Linked DNA regions of Sus scrofa: region 1 is linked to region 2. Evidence: chromatin contacts called from public promoter capture Hi-C data. All regions are on one chromosome and are shown on one strand. Each heading gives the region's core, a stretch centred on a gene start, on an enhancer-like site or on the middle of the called end of the contact. The rest is flanking DNA. Distances are from core to core; before and after follow the strand shown.

Evidence for each region. Promoter capture Hi-C pulls out the DNA fragments that hold promoters and counts their contacts.
Region 1: a promoter capture Hi-C map of liver shows a contact between it and region 2, with 3 times the contacts expected there. The contact joins the promoter of TMED1 here to the promoter of CDKN2D in region 2. A contact is called at or near these places in 1 of 5 promoter capture datasets (liver) and 1 of 2 datasets of contacts at active chromatin or transcription factors (alveolar macrophages).

The regions. Positions count from the first base shown.
Region 1 is chr2:69,572,189-69,577,975 of Sscrofa11.1, forward strand. TMED1 (transmembrane emp24 domain-containing protein 1) reads right to left here and starts at 4,233. Exons shown (of 4, transcript XM_003354060.4): 1 at 3,683-4,233; 2 at 2,895-2,992; 3 at 2,568-2,751; 4 at 940-1,956. The coding sequence starts at 3,865. The coding sequence ends at 1,738. It overlaps DNM2 (dynamin-2), which reads left to right. Exons shown (of 20, transcript XM_021083818.1): 20 at 804-2,239. The coding sequence ends at 843.
Region 2 is chr2:69,336,118-69,342,111 of Sscrofa11.1, forward strand. It overlaps CDKN2D (cyclin-dependent kinase 4 inhibitor D), which reads right to left and starts at 3,881. Exons shown (of 3, transcript XM_005654859.2): 1 at 3,721-3,881; 2 at 3,293-3,448; 3 at 1,311-2,267. The coding sequence starts at 3,433. The coding sequence ends at 1,908. It overlaps KRI1 (protein KRI1 homolog), which reads right to left and starts at 987. Exons shown (of 19, transcript XM_013987437.2): 1 at 753-987; 2 at 569-642. The coding sequence starts at 846. AP1M2 (AP-1 complex subunit mu-2) reads right to left here. Exons shown (of 11, transcript XM_021083790.1): 11 at 5,172-5,595. The coding sequence ends at 5,573.

The sequences.
Region 1 (5,787 bases), core at 2,983-5,482, 240 kb after region 2:
AGACCTCCCAGTGGAGAGCCAGGCCCAGTGGGCCCAGCGGGCCCAGCGCTACCCGCCCACCCAAGTTGTACATATTCCTTCCTTGGCCGTATTAACCGCACGGCCCAGCCTCGGCTGCCAGAGGTGCCTTTGCCAGGTCCGGAAAACCCTCGGCCCCGGCCAACCCCGTTCTCTCTTACCCGGGGCCTCCAGGGCAGCCTGGGCTGAGGGCTAAGGGGTGGAGAAGCCTCCTCCACCGGGTGAGCCCCGGGCAGCCTGTCTGAGCAGACCTTCTCGCTCGTTCGCTCGCTCGCTCGCTCGGTTTGACCACTGTAAGTGCCTGCACTCTGTATCCTATTAATAAACTAAAATAAAGGGAAGACGCTTCTGGTGGCTGCTGTGTGGGCCTTTTGTGTTGACGTTTAGGCTGAGTATGTGGGCTGCTGACCTTCCCCCCCAGCGGGGCTCCCACCATGCACTGTGCCCTTGGGGGAGTGTTTGCTTCTTCTAGAGCGAAGAGCTTTTACCTTTCCTTAACACCTCAGGAATGGGAGCAGATATTCCCCCCACCCATACTCAGAGGACTGGCTGCAACCCAACACAGCACTGGCAGTAGAGATCAGGATGGGGGCCTGAGGCAGAATTCAGAGTTACTGAGGGGAGGAGGATCTTGGCCCTCCACCTCAAACTGTGCAGTGGTCAGGACCCCCTCCCAACTCCCCCAATCCTGAGGACTTCCCCTTCGCCCTCTTGGGGGCACAGGCCTTCCAGCCCAGCCGGGGACACAGATAAACTTTGCTTTCTGATTTTTCTCTTGTGCCCAGGCGACCACCTCCATCGGCTCCTGCCCGACCTTTCTTCTGAACTTCGTGGGAGACCCCTCCCGCCTGCCTGGCTGCCCCCTTGGGGGCAGGTCTGTCCCGGCTGGTGTCCCTGAGCCCCAGTCATAAGGCTCTATGATTTTCTGACCATAATTTATTGACTCCAGTGCTCAGGCCAGATTGCTCTTTGTTCCATGAGGCTCTTGTGCAGGCTTTGGCTGGGCCACCCCTCAGCCCTGTCTGGGGCCCCTGCAGGGAAAGCGGGAGGGGCGGGTGGTCTTACAGGCCCTGCTCCCTGAGTTCTGTTACCAGACCTCACACCCAGCCCGCCCCCCCGCTAGGCCAAAGGGCCAGAGCCCCTTCCTGTCAATAAAGTGACTGTTCTGGCAAGAACACTGCAGCCACGTCTCCTTCCCGGCCTCTGGCATGAGCAGGCCACTCCCAGCAGCAGCACAGGCCTTGGGTGGAGCCACAAGAAGGCAGGCATGGGATCCCACAGCAGCAAGTCCCCTCCTATGGTCACCTGGCTTGGAGGTGCCAGCAGGGAAGGGAAAGACTTGGCTTCTTGGGCCCCGTGCTGCACCATGGATTGCTAGTGCAGGCTGGAAGATTCCAGCTAAGGCACAATTACAGGAGGAGTGAGAAGCAGGGCCAGAAAATCCAAAGGTTGCTTTCGGATGCTGCAGTGCCCCCCATGCACAGTTTTCCAGGAAAACAGGTTCAGCCACTGAGCTATCCCTCCTGGGGGGCCCTTGCCTACAAGCCAGCCTGTGTTCTTGCTGGGCCCTGGAAGGGAGGGGACCCGCAGGGGCCACACCTCAGGCCCAGACTGCACAGCTTCCCTTCCTGTAGGAAACTAAGCTGGGGAAGGGACCCCCCCAGTCTCACGCATGCGCCTTGCTGCTCCTCCTTTCCCCTGTTCTTCCATGGCAGGGGGCTACGTAGGCACAGGGCGCTTGTCCTGAAAGAAGCGCTTGAGAGTGCAGACTTGCAGCACGGCCACGAGTAGCAACACGGCCACATTCACAGCTGACCAGAAGTTGACTCGCTCCAGGTTGCCCTCTTGCAGGTTGCGGTCACGTGCCTCAAAGGCCCGCAGCAGAGTCAGCATTTGGATGCTGCGCTCAAGCCGGGTCCTCATGGTCTCAATGGACTCCTGTGGCACAGAGGGAGAAGCAGGGTGAGCCTCTGTCATGCAGAATAGTGTGAGAATTCGTGTTTGGGGGCAGAGAGCTGAGAGCACAGACTCAGTGGCCAGGCTGCCTGAGTCTAAATCCTTCCACCACTCTCTGGCTGTGTGACCATGAGCAAGTAAATAATCTCTCTGGGCCTCAGTTTCCTCCTCAGAATTAAACCTCCAAGTTGCCGTGAGAATTGAATGCCTAATGAAGTATAAAGAACATACTTACTATGGTTAATAAATAGTTAGTGAAGCCAGACTGCCTGTGTTCAAATATTGGCTCTGTAAGTTGCTGGCTGTGTGGCCTTAGAAGAGTTACTTAGCCATCTTGTGCATCAGTTTCCCCAACTGCAAAATGGGGGATAATTAGCGTATACTACCTATATAAGGTGGTTATGGAGATCTAACAAGTTATTTAAGCTCTTACAACAAGGTTTACACCTAGAAATGTTCTATTGTTATTAAGTTGGGGGCACCCATATATAGGAAAGGCTAGGTCAGGCCAAGGGGGACCCCAGCCAAGGTGAGAGTGCAGAGCCCAAAGACAGAAATCTGAGAGGAGTGGCCCCACCTCCACCTGGGCACACCTTGATGTCCTCCATCTTGACATCCAGCATCTCCTCAGGCTCCACAGCCTCTGCCCAGCCCTCCACCTCTTCATCATCCTGCAGGCTGTCAAAGATGAGTTCAAAGAACACGAGCTTCTCGGAGATTGTGCTGAAGGAGTTGTCAAAGCACAGTTTGTAGTCCCCTGCCTCCGTGGGCTCCACCCTGGACAGACAGAAAGACACACTGACATGGTCTGGACTGGCTGTCCAGTTGGACTTTTCGAGGCAGGCAGGGTGGTAACCCGAGGCCGCCAGAGAGGGGCAGGACTGTAACTGAACCTGGGCAGCCACCGGGACGTAACTCACGTGTGCACACCATCTGCCTTGCGGGACTCGCTGACCAGCAGCACTCCCTGAGGGCTCTCCAGAGTGAAATCCACGTCCAGCCCAGCACCTGCGATCACCTGGGGGGCAGGTAAGAGCGGGTGGAGGACTAAGGGTAGACCAAGGGCACCTGGCAGAAGGCCATGACTGGACCGACCCAAGCAGACCATCACCAGGGGCCTACCGGAGCTTGGAAACCACCCTCACGGTGGTCCTGCCCCTTCCACTCCTTTTGGCCACGCCCCTTGCCTTGGCTCCGCCTCCATAGATTTGGGGGGCCTTGGGATGGGCTCCTAAATCTGGTCACGCCCGCATACACAGTTCTTAATCAACGTTTACCAGATTATGTCCGGCTTGGCCACAACCCAAATAATATAATGGAGCCTTGCTTGAAGCCCTTGCCTTCACCCTTTCCCCGGGAAATCCTCGTGTTGGCCACTCCCTTTCTTGTGCCACATCATGGCCACGCCTCCACCTCAATTGACACCTCTTTAGGCCACGCCCACCCGCGAGAGTCCTGCCCGCTGAAGGCCTCCCTCTTTCAATGGCCCCGCCTCCCCGCTCTCCCATTTCTAGCCCCGCCTTTGTCCGAAACATCCACCCCTTCCTCTCCAAAGCACTACCCCCGCCCCTAGCTCTCCCTGACTCAGACCCCGCGTTCTTACGCACGGGCTCCTCCTCCTTCCTTCTTCAAGGCATGCATCGCTGGCTCAGTTTGGCCACGCCCCCTCTCCCTGTCTTCGCCGGCTCCCCGATCCGGCACCCTCTACCTGGTACTCAGTCTCCAGGCTTGCGTTGGCCGGCGCAGACTGATAGAAACATTGCTTCCGCCCCGCAGGAAGCAGGAATGTAAACTCGCCATCCTGGATCGGTGGGGGCCCTGCCCCTCCTACCTCCACTGGAGGCAATAGTAGCCATAGGGCCAAGGCTAGGGCCGTGCTGGCCGCCATCATCTGGGTCACCCTCCGATTTGCTAACAGGTCGCGGTTCCTTTAAGGGTTAGCCCTGCCCCTTCTGCTACTCGACGGAACTCATTGGCCGCCGCTTCACTCCGTTGTCTGAAGGCCGCGGAGCTAGGAGTGCAGGACCCCCTGAGAGACTAGTTGACCGAATAAATGCCTGATGAACCTAAAAACGCTGGACTTCCTACACACTCTATCTTTGAAAAGCCTCCACTTCTGGTCCCAAACGCTGTTGGGGGAAAGTTTAAAAGAATAAGTACCATGATGGCATATTCTTCTCAGGCAAAATCTAAGACAACGATGGTAGAGGCGGCTGGGTCCTTGCTGTTTTCCCAGAGTACCCCGCACGCGACGACCCTTGTGCGATTCAATGTGGATGTAGCTGGTCAAAAATAGAGGTGGGGCATGGCCCTCCACGCGACCCGTAGGACTAGCATATAAAAAGGTTTAGCTAGGGCGGGTGGAGACCTTTTTATATAAACGTGGTTCAGGCTTATTCTGCGTCTGTAATCGTGGTCGCTGGTCCGACGCCTGACCTCCTCATTTCCTAGCATCTTAGGACCGTCATTTTTTCCGTTTCCTCTTCTGTAAATTGGAGGTGATGAGAAGTGAGATGAGGAGCCTAATGAGCACTGCATTTCTTGCCCAGAGTCAGAGAGGCCTGTCCCCACCCTAAACCCCAAAGGGTCTCAAACTCGATGGTCAGCAGGTAAACGGTGATTGAAGTAGCCCAGGGTATGAGGAACGACAGCCCAGTTGCTTAGCATTAGCAAGAAGCGGGAAGAAGAGTGTGGGCTTGAGAGGTTGCTCAGTTCAAGACACGCCACGGGCTTCACTACTGGACCTCAATTGCCTCATCCGTAAAATGGGTGATATTAGTCCTACTTCGTTGGGCTGTTGTGAGATGATGTTTATTTAGTGCTTGCCACATCATAGACCTTCGGTAAATAGCTGTTTTATTCTGGGTTTCTCTTCCTCCATTGGGCGTTGTGTCTTTCAGTCTGGTTTAGAGAATTTGGAGTCGACCTCCCTCTGGAAAACAGACAGATTAGCAAAGACGTCATTGGAAAGGAACACTTATTTGGTGTTTCCATCTAAACATAACACAAAATGTTTAGATGGAGGAGTTCCCATCGTGGCGCAGTGGTTAACGAATCTGACTAGGAACCATGAGGTTGCGGGTTCGATCCCTCGGCCTTGCTCAGTGGGTTAGGGATCCGGCGTTGCCGTGAGCTGTGGTATAGATCGCAGACGCGGCTCAGATCCCGCTTTGCTGTAGCTCTGGGGCCGGCGGCTGCACCTCCAATTAGACCCCTAGCCTGGGAACCTCCATATGCCGCAGGAGTGGCCCTAGAAAAGGCAAAAAGACCAAAAAAAAAAGTTTACATGGAAATTTTGAATCAAGTTAGGCCTGAGAGAGATTAGCAGGTGGTAACAATTACTCTTAGAGTACAGCTAGTGGTAGTCAGCCCTTTCTTGCATTTGGAGAGCTTGGGGAAGGAGCACTTTGTAATGTCAAAGTTCACTGGTGGTCACGTTTGATACTCTTTTTCATTCCAAGTGTTTCTGTCATTCAGACTACTCAGACACTTTGAAGTAGTTGTGAAGAATGAGTAATAACTTTTTTTTTGTCTTTTTAGGGCCGCACCCACGGTATAAGGAGGTTCCCAGGCTGGGGGTCTAATCCGAGCTGTTGCTGCCAGCCTACGCCAGAGCCATAGCAATGCAGGATCCAAGCCACGTCTGTGACCTAAACCACAGCTCACGGCATCTGGATCCTTAACCCACTGAGTAAGGCCAGGGATTGAACCCGCATCCTTGTGGATACTAGTTGGGTTCCTAACCCACTGAGCCACAATAGGAACTCCCAGCATCTTTTTAAAATGAGGTGAGGAGTTCACATCGTGGCTCAG
Region 2 (5,994 bases), core at 2,631-5,130:
AGGGGGGCAAACGGGTGGAGGAGGGAGAGGGGCCGTCTTGGGGGTGGTCCACACATAGGATATGTACAGGATATGAAATGGAAGTAGTGGGTAAGGAGAGGTTACTTCCTGGCATCAGTAAGGGATTCAGGACACGGGGCTAGGTGGGCAGAAAGGGCACAGGAAGAATGGAGAGAAAGGGCTGGACCACTCAGGGAGACTGGGAAGATCAGGGCTGCTATGGGGAAAAGGTGGGTGCCCCATGTGGCAGAGGGATGCCCCACTTTGGGGAGAGCGGCAGGCGTTGAGAAAGGGTTAGACTGTTAGGGACAAAAAGGTGGACAGACAGTTTACACCTCACAGATCAAGATGGGCCAGGAGCTCCGAGGTGAGAAGGGGGAGGTAGGGGGAATCTGGCCACCCCCTGGGGATGGGGAGGACGCTGTCTGGCTCTCAAGGGAATGAAGGGCGGGAGTTGAAAGCTCCCCTCGGCGCGCTGGTGATGAGGGTAAGCAGCTCCCTATAAGCCGGGCAAGGATGGTGTGCTTGGAAGCCTCCCCAAGTTCAGGACGGAAGCGGGTAAGCTCACCACGCGCTCATCGCTGGAGTCAGACTCGGAGCTGGAGTCGCCACTGCCGTCCTGGTCTCCGTAGCGATCTTTGACTGTGGGGCACAGATAGGAGCCCTCAGGTCAGCCTGGGGGACCAGATCAAGCCCACTTCCTGACCGCCCGGCATGCGCCGGCGCCCCGCGCGCATGCGCCCCGCACTCACGCCGCTGCAGCTCCTCGCGCTCCCGGTAGCGGCCGTACCGCGCAGCAAACGCCGCGTTCACCCGCAGGGGCGACGACCCGCGCGGCTCCGGCATGGCGGCTCTGGGCACACTGCGCAAGCGTACGGAGGGCGCCCCAGGGGGCGGGGCTACTCCCTAGCAAGCTAGCTTTAAATGGGGCGGAGCCTCGTGGACGGCACTTAACCCAGCCCCTGGCCCTTCCGGGATCCCAAGCCCTGTGACGGCAGTCCCCACCCATGGGCCACGCCTCTGCAGGGAAGGCTACGGCCACCGCCCACCCCACTCCCCCACCCCCAGGGCTCCCGGCACCCAGCTGACATCTGGGGGCCCTTTCTCCACTCGCGGTTTCCTGCCTCCCTTCCGTTCCGACAGCGCAAACCGCTGCCCCACCCAGCTCACTCACCCCTTGCGCCCTGGGAATTACCACTCTCGCCCCTCCGCCAAAGGACCCACGATCCGCGACCTGGGTGCCCACCCCCACAAACATCCTGAATGCACGACTCTCCATCGCAGCCTCAAAAATCAGAAGCCACTGGCGCTATGATCATGCACAAGTCTTAATTTAATGGGTAAAAACATTAAATTACACACACAACAATTTTTTCCATAAAGCTTAATAAATAGAATGTGTTAACGCTGTACAAGGGACTGGAAAACAAGCTTTTAAACAAAATATGAATGAACTCATACTACCCTTTTACTGATTTGGAACACCCCCCTCCCCCATGCCCGAAAGCAGTGTGCACACTTGAGGTCTAGCTCTGGGTATAGCTGGCCAAGGTCGACAGGTTCCAGGAGCCTTGGAAGGAATGACCTCACTCTGGAGCTAGGGCTTTAAACGCTCTGCCCTTGGGACTTGTCTGTAGTCCCAGCAGTCTGGGGGGTGGAGGAAACTGAACCGTTTAGGTGGCTGTTGCCTGCAGGAGCCCTTCTCTGCCCAATACACCAAAAGGGGTGAGAGGAAAAAAAATGAGAAATGCACCTCAAACACACACACCCCAGAAATCAACACCAACAAGCCACAAACTTGTGCCCCTCGGCAGTGGGCAGGAGGAGCTAAGGGAGAAAGTGTTTCTTCCCTTCTCTTCTGACACAGAACCCAGCCGGGTCCTGTTGCTGGACTGGGTGGCCCCAGGTCACAGTGGTGCCACTGTGTGCCGCTGTAGTATGTCCATGAGATCCTGAGCACCTCTCCCCCTTGCCAGCTCCAGGGGTGTAAGCCCCCTGGCGTCCCTGTGATGGAGATCAGATTCAGCAGCCAGGAAGCTGACCACAGAGGTGTGGCCCTCTCTCACAGCCAGATGAATGGGGAGTGCCCCGGTGCCATCAGGTGCATTGACATCAGCGCCGTGCTCTACCAACACTTTCAGGGTGTCAAGGAATCCAGTACGGGCTGCATCGTGGGCCGGAGTGGTGCCGGAAGCATCCTGGACATTGGGGCTGGCACCTTGTTTCAGGAGCTCCTGGGCGATGGTGGGGCTGCCAAACATCATGACCTGTTGGGGGCAGAGGGTCAGGGGGTCCTCAAAGGAGGAGGCCCAGGAAAATGGGGGACTGGAGAAAAGGGTCATTCAGGAGTAGAGAATGCCAGAGACAAGGTCCTCTAGAGAATGAGAAATTTGGGGGAATATAAGCTCCCAGGCAGAACAAGATCTCCTGAGAACAAGAACCCTCAAAAAACTGATCACCCCCAGGATAATACATCCCCTAGGGAAGAGCCCCCAAGGAAACTTTCAAGGAACCTAAGACCCTCCCCCAAGGAACCTGAGACACTTCTCTCCACATATGGGAAATCATCAGGAAATATGAAACCCCCACCAGGAAACAGACCCGCAGAGGATGAGAACACCCCCATCAAGGGAAAGGAGAGGCCCAGGGAATTTGAAACTCCTTCTCCAAGGAATGTCCCCCTCCCAAATAATGGGGATGCTCCACAAGGTACCTGACCCCTTCAAAAAATGGGATTCCTATTTTGTAAATGCCAAGGGAATAGGGATTCCCATGTACTCCCTTATTGGGATCCTCCCCCATAATATACCAATATGAAAATCCCCAGGGAATGGAGACCTCAGGGAGACACCCCCACCCGAAGCTGGATACCTCTCAGAGAAACTACCTCCCCCACCCCAGATGATGGGGACGCCCTGGAAACATGAATCCCTCCTTCCAGAGATCGGATCCTCCATGGAAGCTCCAAGAAACCGAAGCTGTCCCCATGAAACCGGGATTCAAAGAAGCTGAACCCTTACCCAAGGAATAAGAACTTCTCCTGGGAAACTGAATCCTCCGCAATCAGAGAACAAGGAATTCTCCAAAGATGGAAAGCCTTCCCCTCCCCCAACCTAACCCCATCCACCACCCACCTAAGAAAGGGGACATCAGGGAGCAAAGTCAGCCCAGAGATGAAGGAACAGACCCCAGTTGGCCACCGGGGACAGGAGACGAGAGGGAAGGGGTCTGGGGTCTCGGTCCTCGGCCCACTCCCCGCCTCGCCCTCGCTGCGGGGCCGGCCGGGCCTCACCTGCAGCGCCGTCTTGCCAAAGCGGTTCAGGACGTCGGGGTGCACCAGTTCGCGGTGCAGAAGGCGGCGCACCTCCTGCACGTCGCCCCGGGCCGCCGCTCCGCTCAGCCGGTCGCCGGCGCAGACCTCCTCTAGCAGCATATCGATACTGGCGGCCTGCGAAGCCCCTCGCCCCACCCCGGTGCGGTCAGTGCGGGGGAGCCCAGCGGCGATGGCCCTAACAGCCTTCCAGTCGCGTCCCCGGCCTGCGCTAGGATCCCGGTCCCACTCGCTAGTCCGGGGCTCCGACGCGACCCCCGCCCTCCCAGCTGGCTCCTCCCCCTGTCAGCCGGTGGGTAGCGAGGGGTTGAGAGCCCGGCCCAACCCTCCGCTGCCCACAGGGGCCTGCCGGCGCCCGCCCCTTAGGGGCCGGGTCTCCCCCAACTCACCCTCCCTCCTCCTCGACGGGCGGGGTCTGTTCTGAACCGACTCCGCGGCCGCAGTAGCCGAGCCGGCCGCCAGGGGGCGGAGCCACCACGCTCGGGGCCCCGCCCCCGAGCGCCGCGGATTTGTTTTCTTATGAACTTGCTACGTTGTAGCCCAGCAGCATTGCCCGGCTCGCGACCCTGTAGTGTCCCGCCCTCGCGGCCAGCACAGCCAATGGCCACGCGTCGTCAGGGGGGCTTTGCGCTCCAGAGGGGGCGGAGCCGTTGCTGATTGGGCGAGCTTCGGCGACCGGTGAACCGCCGGCAATGGCGGGGTTTTCAGTTTTTCAAACGCGCCGGGCGGGCGGGAAAGAGGGCCTGTTTAACTGACCCGGGGGATTAAAGGTCAGGGTAGGGTAGCGCGGGCTGCTCCAGGGCCTCGGCACCTTCGGGGGAAGGAAAGCAGGGCTGGGGCCGCCCAGTTCGGGATTCTCCCGTTCAATTACAAGATTAAGTATTTATTAGCTCTTATTGTACGCTGAGCGCTTTATTTAATTAATTTACTCTGTGCAGGAACCCTTCCTCGCGTTGGGGAGCGTACATTCAAGCACATAAATTTAGCGGTAAGCAGCGTGAAGAAAACAACGTGGAAATGGAATGGATGAGGAAGGAATCGCATTCAAGTTCAAGGGCGTGGAGGAAATTTCACGCTACAGCTGCAACGTGGATGAGGAGCGAGGCAAAAGTCGCGGTCGGAGGCTCTCAATAGAGGCCTTCAAACATTTACTGAGCACCTACTGTATAATAGGTGCCGAAGTGGAGAGCAAGCCGAGTACTTCCTGCTTCAGGACGCCGACCGTTTAGGGCTGGATAAATCGAAAATTAAATATTTTCAGAGTATACTGATAAAACGGCATTAAGTAATTCCTTTTTTGGGAAAGGAAGGCCTTTGAAATTGAGAGGTCAGAAAGGGCCACCCTGAGGAGGTAACATTTGGTTTGACCTGAAAATTAAGGGAAAAAGCCATGTGGATTTCTGGGGAAAAATACGCCAGGTGGAGGCGCTACAGATGCGAAGGCCCTGAGGTGAGAGAGTGCCCAGTAAGTACAGGAAGAGTGAGGTATAGAGGGAGAGAGTGGGAGGGAGGGATAATGCACTTTGGTCTTGTGGGCTGCGGTAAGCACTTGACTTTTACTTTTTAAAAAGAATGGAACCCTGGGAGGGTTCTGCGCACAGGACCCACGATCTGATTTAGGAGTTAACAGGTGCCCTCTGGCGGCGATGAGGGGAACTGGCTCTCGTCGGGGAGGGGAGCCCTGAGCCAGGGGACCAAAGTGGACGGAGGCAACAGAGAGGGCCTAGATGAGCAATGACCGGGGCTGAGAAATGGATATGTGTTACCTACTCTTATCCCAGCACTTCAGGTACATGGCTGGCATCCCCAGCCCCCAGCCAAAAAGCACATACACAGCAGCTAGATTAATTTTTTTAATGCCATCCTAAAACTCAGAATGGGTCAGCAGGGCCTCTGGGCTCAGCAACTGTGGAGGAGGGGCACCCTCCCCCCACCTCCTAAGGCAGGTCACTGCAAGAAGGCACTCACGAGGGGGACTTCAAGCCCCTCTTCTATTTCTTCATATAAAATTGGAGGTGGGGAGGGGCAGGAGCCTGGAGACAGGGAAACCACCCCGCCCAGCCTATGTGTAAAAGAAAAGGCTGGGAGCGATCCTGGTGCTGAGAGCAGGAAACTGCCAATTCAGACGCTGCCCTCACACACAGACATGCACGCCATCGTGCCTCCCTCTCTCTATAGAGTCTTCAGTCGGGGGCCTGGGGAGAGGGTGGCCCATGGTCAAGCCCCCACCTCTTCTCCCTTCTAACTGGTACGAAGTTGATAATCTGCAGGGAAACAATGAGTGGGGACCATCTCAGAACTAGGGAAAGAAGGCAGAAAGACAGCCCCCCACCCATCCTGAAATCCATCCCCTTCCCCACTATTCATGATTAGCTGCATATTTAACAAGGCTAAGGATGGGCTCAAACACAGGAACAGTAACCAGGAGTTCCCATCATGGCTTAGCAGTAATGAACCCAACTAGGATACATGAGGATGCAGGTTCAATCCCTGGCCTCGCTCATTGGGTTAAGGATCCGGCATTGCCATGAGCTGGGGTGTAGGTCACAGATGTGGCTCAGATCATGAGTTGCTGTGGCTGTGGTGTAGGCTGGCAGCTACAGCTCCAATCTGACCCCTAGCCCGGGAACCTCTATACGCCTCAGTACAGTCCTAAAAAAAAA